Regions from separate parts of the Zea mays genome. Here region 1 is linked to region 2. The links are chromatin contacts, called in public Hi-C maps. All regions are on one chromosome and are shown on one strand. Each heading gives the region's core, a stretch centred on a gene start, on an enhancer-like site or on the middle of the called end of the contact. The rest is flanking DNA. Distances are from core to core; before and after follow the strand shown. Region 1 holds the start of LOC100285500. Region 2 holds the start of LOC100383225.

Region 1 (5,830 bases), core at 2,242-4,741, 260 kb after region 2:
GATACATAACCGAGGCTCGGGCTGCGCTCCTGAGGTACCCTAGGACATTTCCGAGACCAGCGGGAGCGATCTTGTAACGGAATCCCATCGGAGGGAGGCATCGAGCCCCAGACCCCGTCGCCAGGGGACCGGGTCCGGCAGATCACCCGCAGGTACTTTTGGGCGTGCCTCTGGGCCCCTAGCCGACCCCTAACGAACGGGGCACGGACATCCACTCGGATTACCCGCTTGCAGCTCACCGGAGACACCATGTTCGGCGCCCATCGAGGGTAACATGGCGCTTTCCCCCCCTCCTCCTTGCGGAAAGGCGACGTAGGGGCGTATGTAAAAAAGCCGAGTCTGTCCCTGATTGCCCTCTCGCCCTGTGCAGAGGCTCGGGGGCTGCTCTCGCAAACCCGGCTCCGGCCAAACCGTTGACAGCGTCAACATACCAGCCCGAGAACTTGGGCCCCGACCGTACACCCGGGCTACGGCCAGTTCGCATGAGGGAACAACCAGACCAGCCGAAGCGTTACGCAAGGCATTAAGACCTCGAAGGAGTGAAACCACTCCTCCGAGGCCTCGGGAGCTACACCCGGCGGGTGCGCTCGCGCGCACCCACCGGAACAAAATGCAACCGAGAAAGGCTGGTCCCCTTGCAAAAAAGTGCGATGAAAGCCTCCAAGCGAGTGTTAACACTCCCTTCGAGGCTCGGGGGCTACTGTCGGGGACCATAATTAGGGGTACCCTCAAGACTCCTAATTCTCAGCTGGTAACCCCCATCAGCATAAAGCTGCAAAGGCCTGATGGGTGCGATTAAGTCAGGGATCAGTCCATTCGAGCGACTCGATCACGCCTCGCCCGAGCCTAGCCTCGGACAAGGGCAGCCGACCCCAGAGGGTTTCCGTCTCGCCCGAGGCCCCCCTCCAACGGCAGACACATCTCCGGCTCGCCCGAGGCCCTGCCTTCGCTAAGAAGCAACCCTGACTAAATCGCCGCACCGACCGACCGAATCACAGGGGCATTTAATGCAAAGGTGGCCTGACATCTTTATCCTGACGCGCGCCCTCCGGCAGAGCCGAAGTGACCGCCGTCACTTCGCCGCTCCACTGACCGGTCTGACAGAAGGACAGCGCCGCCTGCGCCACTCCGACTACAGTGCCACTCGACAGAGTGAGACTGACAGGCAGTCAGGCCCTGCCGAAGGCACCATAGGAAGCTTCGCTCCGTCCGACCCAGGGCTCGGACTCGGGCTAAGTCCCGGAAGACAACGAACTCCGCTCCGCCCGACCCAGGGCTCGGACTCGGGCTAAGACCCGGAAGACGGCGAACTCCGCTCCGCCCGACCCAGGGCTCGGACTCGGGCTAAGTCCCGGAAGACGGCGAACTTCGCTCCGCCCGACCCCAGGGTTCGGACTCCGCCCTGGCCTCTGCCGACGACCTCCGCCTCGCCCGACCCAGGGGCTCGGACTCGGCCTCGGCCATGGAAGACAGACTCGACCTCGGCTTCGGAGGAGCCTCCACATCGCCCAGCCTAGGGCGCAGGCCAGCCACGTCAACGGGAAGCGCCATCATCACCCTACCCCAAGCTGACTCGGGCCACAGGGAACAAGACCGGTGTCCCATCTGGCCAGCTCCGCCAGATAGGCAATGATGGCGCCCCGCACGCTCTGTGACGACGGCGGCTCCCAGCTCTCTTACGGAAGCAGGTGGACGTCAGCAAGGACTCGACCGCTCCAACAGCTGTCCCTTCGCCAGGCACCGTCGCTCCTCCGACGGCCACGACATCACACCAGCAGGGTGCCAAGATCTCTCCGGCTGCCACATTGGCATGTACTTAGGGCGTCAGCTCTCCCCCGCTAGACACGTAGCACTCTGCTACACCCCCATTGTACACCTGGATCCTCTCCTTACGCCTATAAAAGGAAGGACCAGGGCCCTCCTAGAGGGGGTTGGCCGCGCGGGGACGAGGACGGGACAGGCGCTCTCTTGAGGCCGCTCGCTTCCCTCTCCCGCGTGAACGCTTGTAACCCCCTACTGCAAGCGCACCCGACCTGGGCGCGGGACGAACACGAAGGCCACGGGATTCCCACCTCTCTCACGCCGGACTCCGGCCGCCTCGCTCCTTTCCCCCCTTTGTGCTCGCCCACGCGCTCGACCCATCTGGGCTGGGGCACGCGGCACTCACTCGTCGGCCTGAGTGACCCCCGGTCTCGAAACGCCGACAATATCTTTGGCTGAAGATAACAAACCGCATGCAGGCCGGCCGGTGTAGTGTATCAGCAGAAGGTCAAATAGCTAGGCCTCTAGCTCGTTGACACAACCAGTAAGCAAGCGGCCGTCAAATGCAAGAAGAACTCAGAACAATTCTGAACCCCTGCGCCTGCTTCTCACGAGAGGGAAGAACCGAATATTTAGTTATTTACTTAATTATTTAAAGGAGAATAATGTAACTTATTTGGTGAAGAAAGAAAGCAATAATGGTCAACGAAAACTGCATGAATGGCTGGCTGGTTTTGCATCAATGAATGAATGAATGAATGAAAACTAGCTAAGGTAGCCTGAACCCTGAAATTCACAGCATGCATCCATCCTTTCCTGCACTGCATGCTTGGATCATCGTTTTATGCATGCATGCATGCATGGGTATATATACTATAATATAATAGGGGATTAATTATTAAGTGCAGCTAGGGGAGTTACTGTAGGGTGCTGGGTCACTTAATTGCTCATGATTGTGTTGTGCAGCTCGCGACGCATGCAACTCATCAATTGGATTCTCTCATCTCGTTGCAAGCGGGAATGCAATGCAGTCCAGTGAATGGTCCCAGCTGAAGCTATAGCTGCTGCTGCTGGGGAGTGGAGAGTGAGTGAGTGGGAATCTTCTGCAGCTTCTGCTTCTTCTGCTTGCTTGTGTACAAATAAAAATCCCAACTTCAACTTGTCATGGCCTCCTTTTCAGACTTGTTATTATACCTGACGTCCTCGTTGGTGCCTGGGTCACATCACACCACCAACGGGGTGCCATATTGTGTAAAAGAAATTTACAGTCACTTATTAGCTTGCTAAGATTGTTGACAAAATATATAGTATTTCTTTGGAAAAAAAAAACAGCAGCAAAAGTAACTGACAGAAACAGGTTGGCAATTAGCTAGCAAGCTGCTGCTGCTGATCATCTGGGAGTTCTTTTACGGCCTCGTCGACATGCAACCGCGATCGACGAGAGGTCCGTCCACCACCAATTCCATTCTTCTTCTCTTCTCATCTCTAGCACTAGCACAAAGATTGCATTGCATTGCATTGCAGCTGTGCGAGAGTTACTGTTGGTGGTGGGGTCCACGACGGCGACGTCCCAGGCCCACCACGCTTTTGTCCCATTCTCCCTTTTTATTTTATTTTCTTTTTCTTTTCTTTTCTTGTTGGTTTCGTCTTCCTCCTGCGGCCGTCCTGCTCCTGCTAGTGCTGGCTATAAACCCCCCACGGCCCACTCGGGCTCTTCACTCTTCCGATCCCGACGAGGTAAAAACACCGTCGCTCACCACCAACACAACGCCAACCAACCTGCCCCCTCACCCCCGCTGGCCGCTGCTTAACAAACCGCCGCCACAGGACAAGACAAACTTATTACAGCTCCACCTCAGTGCTGCAGAGACTGAGGGCCAGCCAAACCGCTCACCGCACACGCGGAATTCAAGCAGCATGTACGCCGACGCCGGGTTCGCCTTCGCCTTCGCCGCCGCCTACTCCCCCACCCTCACTTCCTCGCAGCCCCAGCCGCCGCCGCCGCCGTTCGACTACGCCTTCTCCTCCGAGCCACCCCTCCTCTCCATGCCCGCCATGGACCACGACGCCTACCTGGTGAGCATAGCAACACATCTGCTCTGCTTGCTGCCTCTTGCTTGATTGCGGTTCCATCCATTTCCATCCGAATACACTCTACAAAGTTGCTGCTGTTTCTTCGCTGCTCCCCCTACCCACAGATGAACTCGCTCGCTAGCTAGGGTTTTCTCTCTGTTTCGTGCAATTAGTAGGGATCTCTGTTTCCACGAATTTCCAAATCAGAGCACTCTTTTGTGGATGGACAAATTTCTGATGACTAGAGTTGCTAGCTAGCTGGCTGGCTGTTTATGCGCCGTCGCAGTCGCCGCCGCCGTCTCCCCACAATCGAAAAGAGAAGAAGAAGAAGAAGAAAATGTCGCTATCCTTCCTTTTTCGCCCCCACTCCCCGCTCTGGCTTCATATTCATCATATACTATATTTATTAATTATATATGTGCGTTTACTTAGTAATAAGAGTAATAGTAATACTACATGTGTGCACATGTCACCTACAAGTAGAAAAGACAACCCTTTGTTATCCCTGCAATCCATACCTGTATTTGCAATAACAGGTTCACACATCTTTTCTTTTCTTTTTCTTTTCTTTTTGCACAAATTAAGCATGGGTTATCTTTCTGCATAATCCATTTGCCTCTTCTATCCTACTAGTACTAAATAAAATAATAGAGTCCTCCACTTGATCACCTGATGAAAAATCCTTGTGCCCAAATAAACAATCATCCATTTCTTCTAAATAAAAAAACATAAGTGAATCACAACACTAGTAGTTCTTGCATGGCATTTCTGATTCTGCATCTTCGTATATCTATATCAATTTATTTATTTCTTCCGTCTACCATGAAATAGATTATTTTCTGAATAAGAATCGCTCGTGTTGGCTGCAACTTTTTCGGGGTGCTTTTCTGTTTTGAATCTTCTCCTTCTGACCTTCACACTGTTCAAGAGGGGAGGGGCCGAATTTGGTTCAGCCATCCAGTTCAGTTTTTGGCCTGGATTTCAATTGCTTTTTTCTTTACTGCTAATATGCCCGACCATGTCCACTAGTATATATGCTCGCAGAGCACGATGGGGACTTGATTGGCATGTGCGTCAGCCCATACTTGTTAATTACTATATCTGTTGAAAGGAGTTGTCTATTATCTGCAACTTCACACAGCAGGTCAATACAGACAAAACAAAAAAAAAACTAAACAAAGCATTGGCAATGGTGGCCTACCACAAAAATAATATTCTTAACAGACAATAAGATTATTTCAGTCTCTGTTCATCCTACTAACATTTTATTTAGACATATACCGCTACGCTTGTAATTACTATGGTGCTTATCATCTTCTAGCCCATTGGAAGTTTTCTTCTCATCTCTGTTTCGTTACTGCACAGGGGAACTTGGTACAGCCATCCATGGTATCAGAATATGACCTGGGAGGAGAAGGGGACCTGTTCAAAGCTCCAGAAGCCATCATCGAGGAACCGCTGCTCAGCCTCGATCCTGTCGCAGCTGCCTTTTCAATGATGGCTGGCAATGGAAGTGCTGTCATGGATCAAACTATTAAGGACGCAGGCATCGGCACCATCCAAAATGACCCCCTCCTGAGTGAGGTGCTGTACGAGTGCGAGAAGGAACTCATGGAGAAGTCCACAATCGAAGAGACAATTTCTGAACTTATGGATGTTAAGATTCCTATGCTGCAAGTTGAAGAAATCCCAAGCCAAGCTGAACAGGTTCTTATACAGAACCAGCAGCTCCCGGCCATGGAGAAAGAGAAGCAATCCGTTCCTGAATGCTCGCTCCAAAAAAGTGTTAGTTCTGGATGCCTCAACTCAGCAGATTGGATGAATGGACCTGCCAGGCCAAACTTTCTAGACTTCCAGGGGCTGGACTTTGAGGCAGCATTTGGGCTGAGGAGAGCTTACAGCGAAGGAGACATTCAGGTTTGAATGATAAGCATCTCCTTTTCTCCTGTACTGTTCTATTGTAACAAGGAAGTTGCTATCCTACTCGTCATGGGGA
Region 2 (5,840 bases), core at 1,881-4,380:
AACCGTCTGACCTCGAAGAAGGAACGGTACTCCATTGCCGTCAGCGGCATCCCGTCCAACGGCAACGGGGTCTGCACTGGCATCACCGGCGGCGTGGCGTCTCCTCCCGGAGTTTGCACCGGCGGTGTGGGTTTCCCATCTTCAGGGATCTCCGTCGGGAATACCGGATCCGACGGGATGATCTGCGCTGGCGTCACCGGCTGACCTTGCTGTGCTCGAGGACGATAGGAGGAGATGTTTGCAGCGCCGCCGACGGCGCTCCTGTCGAGCAGCTCCGACTCCGAGTACGCGATGGCAGGCATCGTGGAGTACCCCAGGTACGGATCTGCGGCTGGGCCTTCCCATGGAAGACGCATGTAGGGTATGCTCCACTCTACCCCCTTTGCGAACTCGTAGTACTCGATCGGCAGGTTGGCCGACAGCCATCTTGACAGAGCAAAGATTTGGATGTGGCACGCCATCCTCTGATGGAGTAGAAACTCACAGAGGATCAGTCACCAGATGGGCAGTATACGGCCATCGACGGCGGCGGCGTGTACATGTACTACGTACCAGCACATTTCTTGATGGCTCCGAGATCATGTAGGAAGAGGGCCTCGAGACAGCTCCGGCAGCGACGAGAGACGACGTGGAGACGGTGAGGAGCGCGGCAACGGCAGCAGTTGTCAGAAATACGACGGTGGTGATCGCCGCGATCCAAGAAGATGACGCGGGCACAGAATCTGCATGCAGCAGCAGTAGTACTAGTTCATCAAGCGCCCTGCTGCCTGCCCTGCCTAACGATCGAGTGTCTGTGTATGAATGTGTGAAGCAAAGAAGATGCTCATACATACAGTGCCTGACTTGAAGACGGTCTGATGCTAGGTTGGGGTTCCCGGCGACGTCCATGGCCGCGTTCTCAGCTACCTGAACCGATACCAGCTGACCGACGGCCTGTATCTGCAGCGTGTATATGCTCTTACTGGCTTCATGAAAGCTGAAACAACCCAAGGTGTTTGTAATAAGCTAGAGAAGGTGCTTTAAGATCATATATATATAATGTATAATCTTGCCTCAACACATTGCCCCCAGACACCTGCACTGCCGAGGAGCTGAAGTTGAACACAGGCTTTGCAAACTTGATGAGGACGAGGATGTCGCGTGAGCTGGTCCGCCGAGTCGATGTGCCGAGCTTAACCCAAGGTCTCTGTGTATCTACCAAGCAAGAACTCAACAAGTGAGAGTAGTAGGTCTGAAAAATGCTAGTCAGCAGACAGAGGGGGACTAACTAACCATAAAGAAACGTGAATGGCTCTGCTGGAACCACCGGAGTCCCTTGCCTGCTGATAATAGAGCTTGTGTCGCAGGCAACGCTCACAATGGCGGCGGCGTCAGACATCTTCTTCACCTAGTAGTTATATATGTCAGAGAAACAAAACAAGCTGTCGTAGCAGTCGCGATCAGTGAGTGATTCGAAGAACATGGAGAGAGAGAGAGGAGTTACAACGTAGCCGAAGCGGCGGTTGCCGAGGGTGCTTCTGTTGGTGGGTGTGAGGTGCACGGCGACGGCGTCAGTCGCTGTAAGCGCGCGCAGGATCTGCTCCGACGAGTTGAGCACCGGCTGGGCGAAGGCCAGGTATATCCTCAGGCCCTCTTCCTCGTTGCTGGCCTGAACCAGCCTGGTGACGCCCTGTATCTGCACCATCTTCTCGGCAACGGTGGCGGTGATGTTCATGGAGTCGCTCCTTCGATCTGAAACCAAACCAAACGTACGGTGCTACCAGTGATCCATGCCCCGTCCCGTCGTCGTACGTGTTTCAGTCCAGGTGTGCACATGGCGTACCGAAGCGCAGGGTGAAAGTGGAGTTGGGCGTCCTGGTGAACGGGTGTCCGGCGGCGTCCGTGCAGAAGCCCCTGCCCATGACGAGGACGAGGCGGCCGTACTCGGCGTCCGGCGAGATGGCGACGGCCACGGAGTAGCGCAGGCCGGGGCTCAGCACCTGGAGCGTCGACGGATCCACACTGCCGGAGCCGTACACGATGAGCTGCAACGCAGACAATACAGATTTTGGCTGCGTGCGCGTGCAGACAGACAGACAGACGGACGGAGACAATTCAGCGCGGTGCAGTAACGTACATTGCAGTAGGTGGCGTTGCAGACGAATCCACCGCGGCCGGGGCAGGGCTCGGAGAAGGAGACGAGCGCCGACACGGTGGAGGACGCGCTCGTGAACGCCGGCCCCGCCGACACGGACGCCGTCGGGGGGACAGTGTCTGCAACGGCGCAGAGCTCGCGTCATTATTCACAGTCGTCACATGCACAGCGGAGAAGAAGGCGGCAGGCAGGCAGCCAGGTTTTGTTTGTTACTCAACCAACATCCCAAGCGTAGGTGGCGCAGGTGGGGGTGGGGCTGGGGCTGGACGACGAGTTCGAAGCTGACGTCGTGCTCGCGCACGCCGTGAAGCTGTGGTTGCCGTCCCTGAGCCCCGCATAGCTCGCCGCCGCCGTCCCACCGCAGAGCGACGCTGCCTCGCCGTCCAACTGCATGGACGTACATGACATGCAAACACAAGCAAGCATCGACCGACCGATCCTTAGTGTTGCTGTTCCTGCATCAAATTCAATCAACCCACCACCTAGCACATATGGTTCCGTACGTTGCTAGGAGAGGACAAGAAGGATGGCTGCAGATGAAGTAGCCAGGAGGAGGGCGACGAACAAGGAAGCAGCCATGCATGCATGGTGAGCGCTCATCTGCGCCGTGTGTGCTTGAGGCAGGCAGGCAGGCAGCAATGCCGGGCGTATATCGTGGTACCTGGCAGGTAACGACGCAGTCGGCGCAAGGCCCTCCGGTGGCGCGCAGGACCCGCAAGGCGAAGGCGGCGGACGTGGACCTGGAGACGCGGCGCGGGGTGGCTGCGAAACTGAGGGCGACGTCGCCGGCGCCGGAGCAGAGTGGCGCCGCAGCGCCGAGGAGGAGCAGAGCAATGCGCAGCAGCAGCAGCGATGGCGCAGCGCCCCAGCTCTTCCACACCATGCTGTCTGTCTGCTGTCTCAACTCTCACGGCAGTAGAGCAGAGGGACTCCCACAGCAGCGAGACCGCGACTGCAATCGTATCGTGTGCAGCATGGGTGGGTATTCGGTGTGGTAGCTCGCAGCATCTACTGCGCTGGCATGGGAGCTGGGAGCTGGGGAGGGACGAGTGAATTAATGCGCTGTGCTGTCTGCCTGGCAAACAGAGTGGTGAAAAATGGAGGAACAGAGAGAGAGAGATAGAGAGAGAGAGAGAGAGAGAGAGAGAGAGAGAGAGAGAGAGAGAGACAGAGATGTACACTCCTACTACTACTCCCAGAGTCCAGTAGGCAAGGGAAAGGCAGCTGAGGTGAAAGAGAAACAAGAAGCATCCACCATGACTCCATGTGCTATGTGATTCCGGTCGGTCGATGCCTGCGTATGAATCAAACCACACAGAACCAAGTCTATGTGCATCTCAATCTCATCTTCTTGTGTGAGTATTCAGGGAAGTCATGGGCCAGTCAAACCATGCAAATCTATCAAAGCTATTGCTGCTGCTCATTACTAGTAACCAGTAATTACGTTAATTACATAGAACATAAAATGCATGTAGATTCTGGTCTATGTCAATGCAATCTACAGCGAAAAACAGTGTTTTATATGTCAATAAATTAAGCAGCAGGGGCCGCAGTGAGCCAAAGATTCTGTAATTTCACTCACCAGCACCAGTCACCACATCCCTCTAGTTATATGCCATTCTTTTTTTTTCTAAAAAAATGAAGGTCTAGTGCAGTTTGTGCTGTGCCTGGCTGAGTGAGATGAATGCACATGGACAGGCAAGAAGGAGAAGCCGCCACAACGTTGCAGATGCGGTCAGGTGACCAAATTTCCGTTTTTTTATTCTTCATTCGCTGCAGCAGCGTCAGCAACCAAAAGAGTATCTATCGTATTTTGGATCCAAAGCAAGTGCTCACTGCGGCTTTAATTCGACTATGGCTGTGGCTTCTGCAGTATTTTGTTTCTATAAATTGTAGGTGCAGAATATCCGAAAGGACAAGTGGCACGTCCGGGGTGATGCGATGTGACGCAATGCGGTTATTATTATGCAATTGCCTTCGACAAAGAACAAAAACAAAACCAAACAAAGCTGCAGACCTGATTCAAATCTTGTGCGAACCATAATGGCTGTCATAAGAAGATGATGCCAAAACCATGTAATTTTCATACTCACTTGGCTAACCCTCAGTTTGTACTGGATTCATCATGGGGAAAAACAAAGAAAAACGAATCATTACAGAGTTCACCATCTTTCTTTCTTTCTTCCTTCCTTCCTTCATTACAGAGAGACGTTACCAACAGACAATACACTATTGAACAAAAATATTCATGGATATGTAGAATGGAGAGAGGGGGAGGGATGAAGAACAGCGTGGTGGTCAGCAGCACACATGGGACGACCAGCAAAACAGAGAAATGGATCTAGGATATTCTATCTACATGTAGTGCAAGACCAACTTCAAGAATTAATGTTTTGACAACTAGTAACAGTTTATCCATTTCCTACCCTGACCTGACATATTACCACACAGGGGGCCTGACATTTTGGGAGGCCCTGTGCATCATATAGCAAATCTCTACTACTTATTAAGACGGTAATGGTAGCCTGCCATTCTGCGATCTCAGCCGTCCATTCTATCGTGTAAACAATCTCAATCGTCCGATCCCGTCCGATCCCACCGTCCGATCCCGCACACTGCAGCCCATGACATACGGCAAATGGAAAAACCCTAACCTTCAGCACCCCGTGGCCTCTAGCGCCCCCGCTGCTTGCCAGCCGCCACCCGCGGTCTCCAGCGCCCCGCCGCTTGCCAGCCGCCACCCGCGGCCTCCAGCGTCCCGGCTGCCACTTGCCAGCTTCCACCCGCGGCCTCCAGCATCCCCGTTGTTTGCTAGCCTTCACCGTGCGACAGAGCGGTCAATCTCCCGCAAGCGGACAGCCTACACTCCACCGCCCCATCGGTCGTGCCTCTCCCGCTGGTGGCCTTCCCCATTCGTGCGGTCTCCACCGTCCCCACTCCCTGCGCAGGTCATGCAACCGACTCCCCCTCCTCAGTCCCCACGACGTCCACTCCTGCATGCTTCCTCCCCACGACCTCCACTTCTCCTAGGTCAGCACACATTCGATGAAGATAAATGATGAGCATTTGGGAACTCTATGTCGTCCGAGCACGCGTGTACACCAGAGTCGGGTTGCTCTGCTACGACGCCGACCACATCACCGCTGTCGGCTTCTCCTGCTCACTGCTCCTCTTGTCCACGTCTCTCATCTCCGGCAAGGTATTGCTTTTAATTTGTAGCGCATCCTCCTATACAGCTTCTGTTTCTGCTAACTCGGTGCAAGGTACGATGCCGCCATCCCAATCCCTACCCCTAGATCGAGTTAATACCCATACATACAACCATTTCTTTTAATTGATGAAAGGTATGATGTGAATTGTTAATTAGATAGATTAGAATGTGCCAATTCACAAGCAAACTTTGTTGATTACTTTCCGGTTGTTATTTCCGAGCTAAATGATTAACACTGCTACAAATGGGTAAAATCAGATTTGTGCTTATTTATATTCTTCGTAGTTCTATTGTGTCATGTGAATAACTAATTAAACTCTCCAATAGTAAAATCCCTCTCTTTCTTGAATCTTTTTCTCGGACCTGTAAATAGTGTTCTGCTTCCTATCACTAAATGCAGCAGATAGATAGATAAGAATGTGCCAATTCTTAAGCAAACTTTGTTGATTACTTTCTGGTTGTTATTTCCGAGCTAAATGATTAACACAGCTACAA

Evidence for each region. Hi-C and Micro-C count contacts between places; a contact is called where the count stands out from the background.
Region 1: a Hi-C map of ear shows a contact between it and region 2, with 4 times the contacts expected there. The contact joins the promoter of LOC100285500 here to the promoter of LOC100383225 in region 2. A contact is called at or near these places in 5 of 25 Hi-C or Micro-C datasets (ear, leaf, root tip and 1 more).

The regions. Positions count from the first base shown.
Region 1 is chr8:80,639,120-80,644,949 of Zm-B73-REFERENCE-NAM-5.0, forward strand. LOC100285500 reads left to right here and starts at 3,492. Exons shown (of 4, transcript NM_001369854.1): 1 at 3,492-3,837; 2 at 5,200-5,751. The coding sequence starts at 3,679.
Region 2 is chr8:80,374,913-80,380,752 of Zm-B73-REFERENCE-NAM-5.0, forward strand. It overlaps LOC100383225, which reads right to left and starts at 3,131. Exons shown (of 12, transcript NM_001318964.1): 1 at 2,796-3,131; 2 at 2,353-2,521; 3 at 2,117-2,253; 4 at 1,823-2,024; 5 at 1,484-1,731; 6 at 1,273-1,387; 7 at 1,053-1,194; 8 at 834-976; 9 at 553-722; 10 at 12-464. The coding sequence starts at 3,017.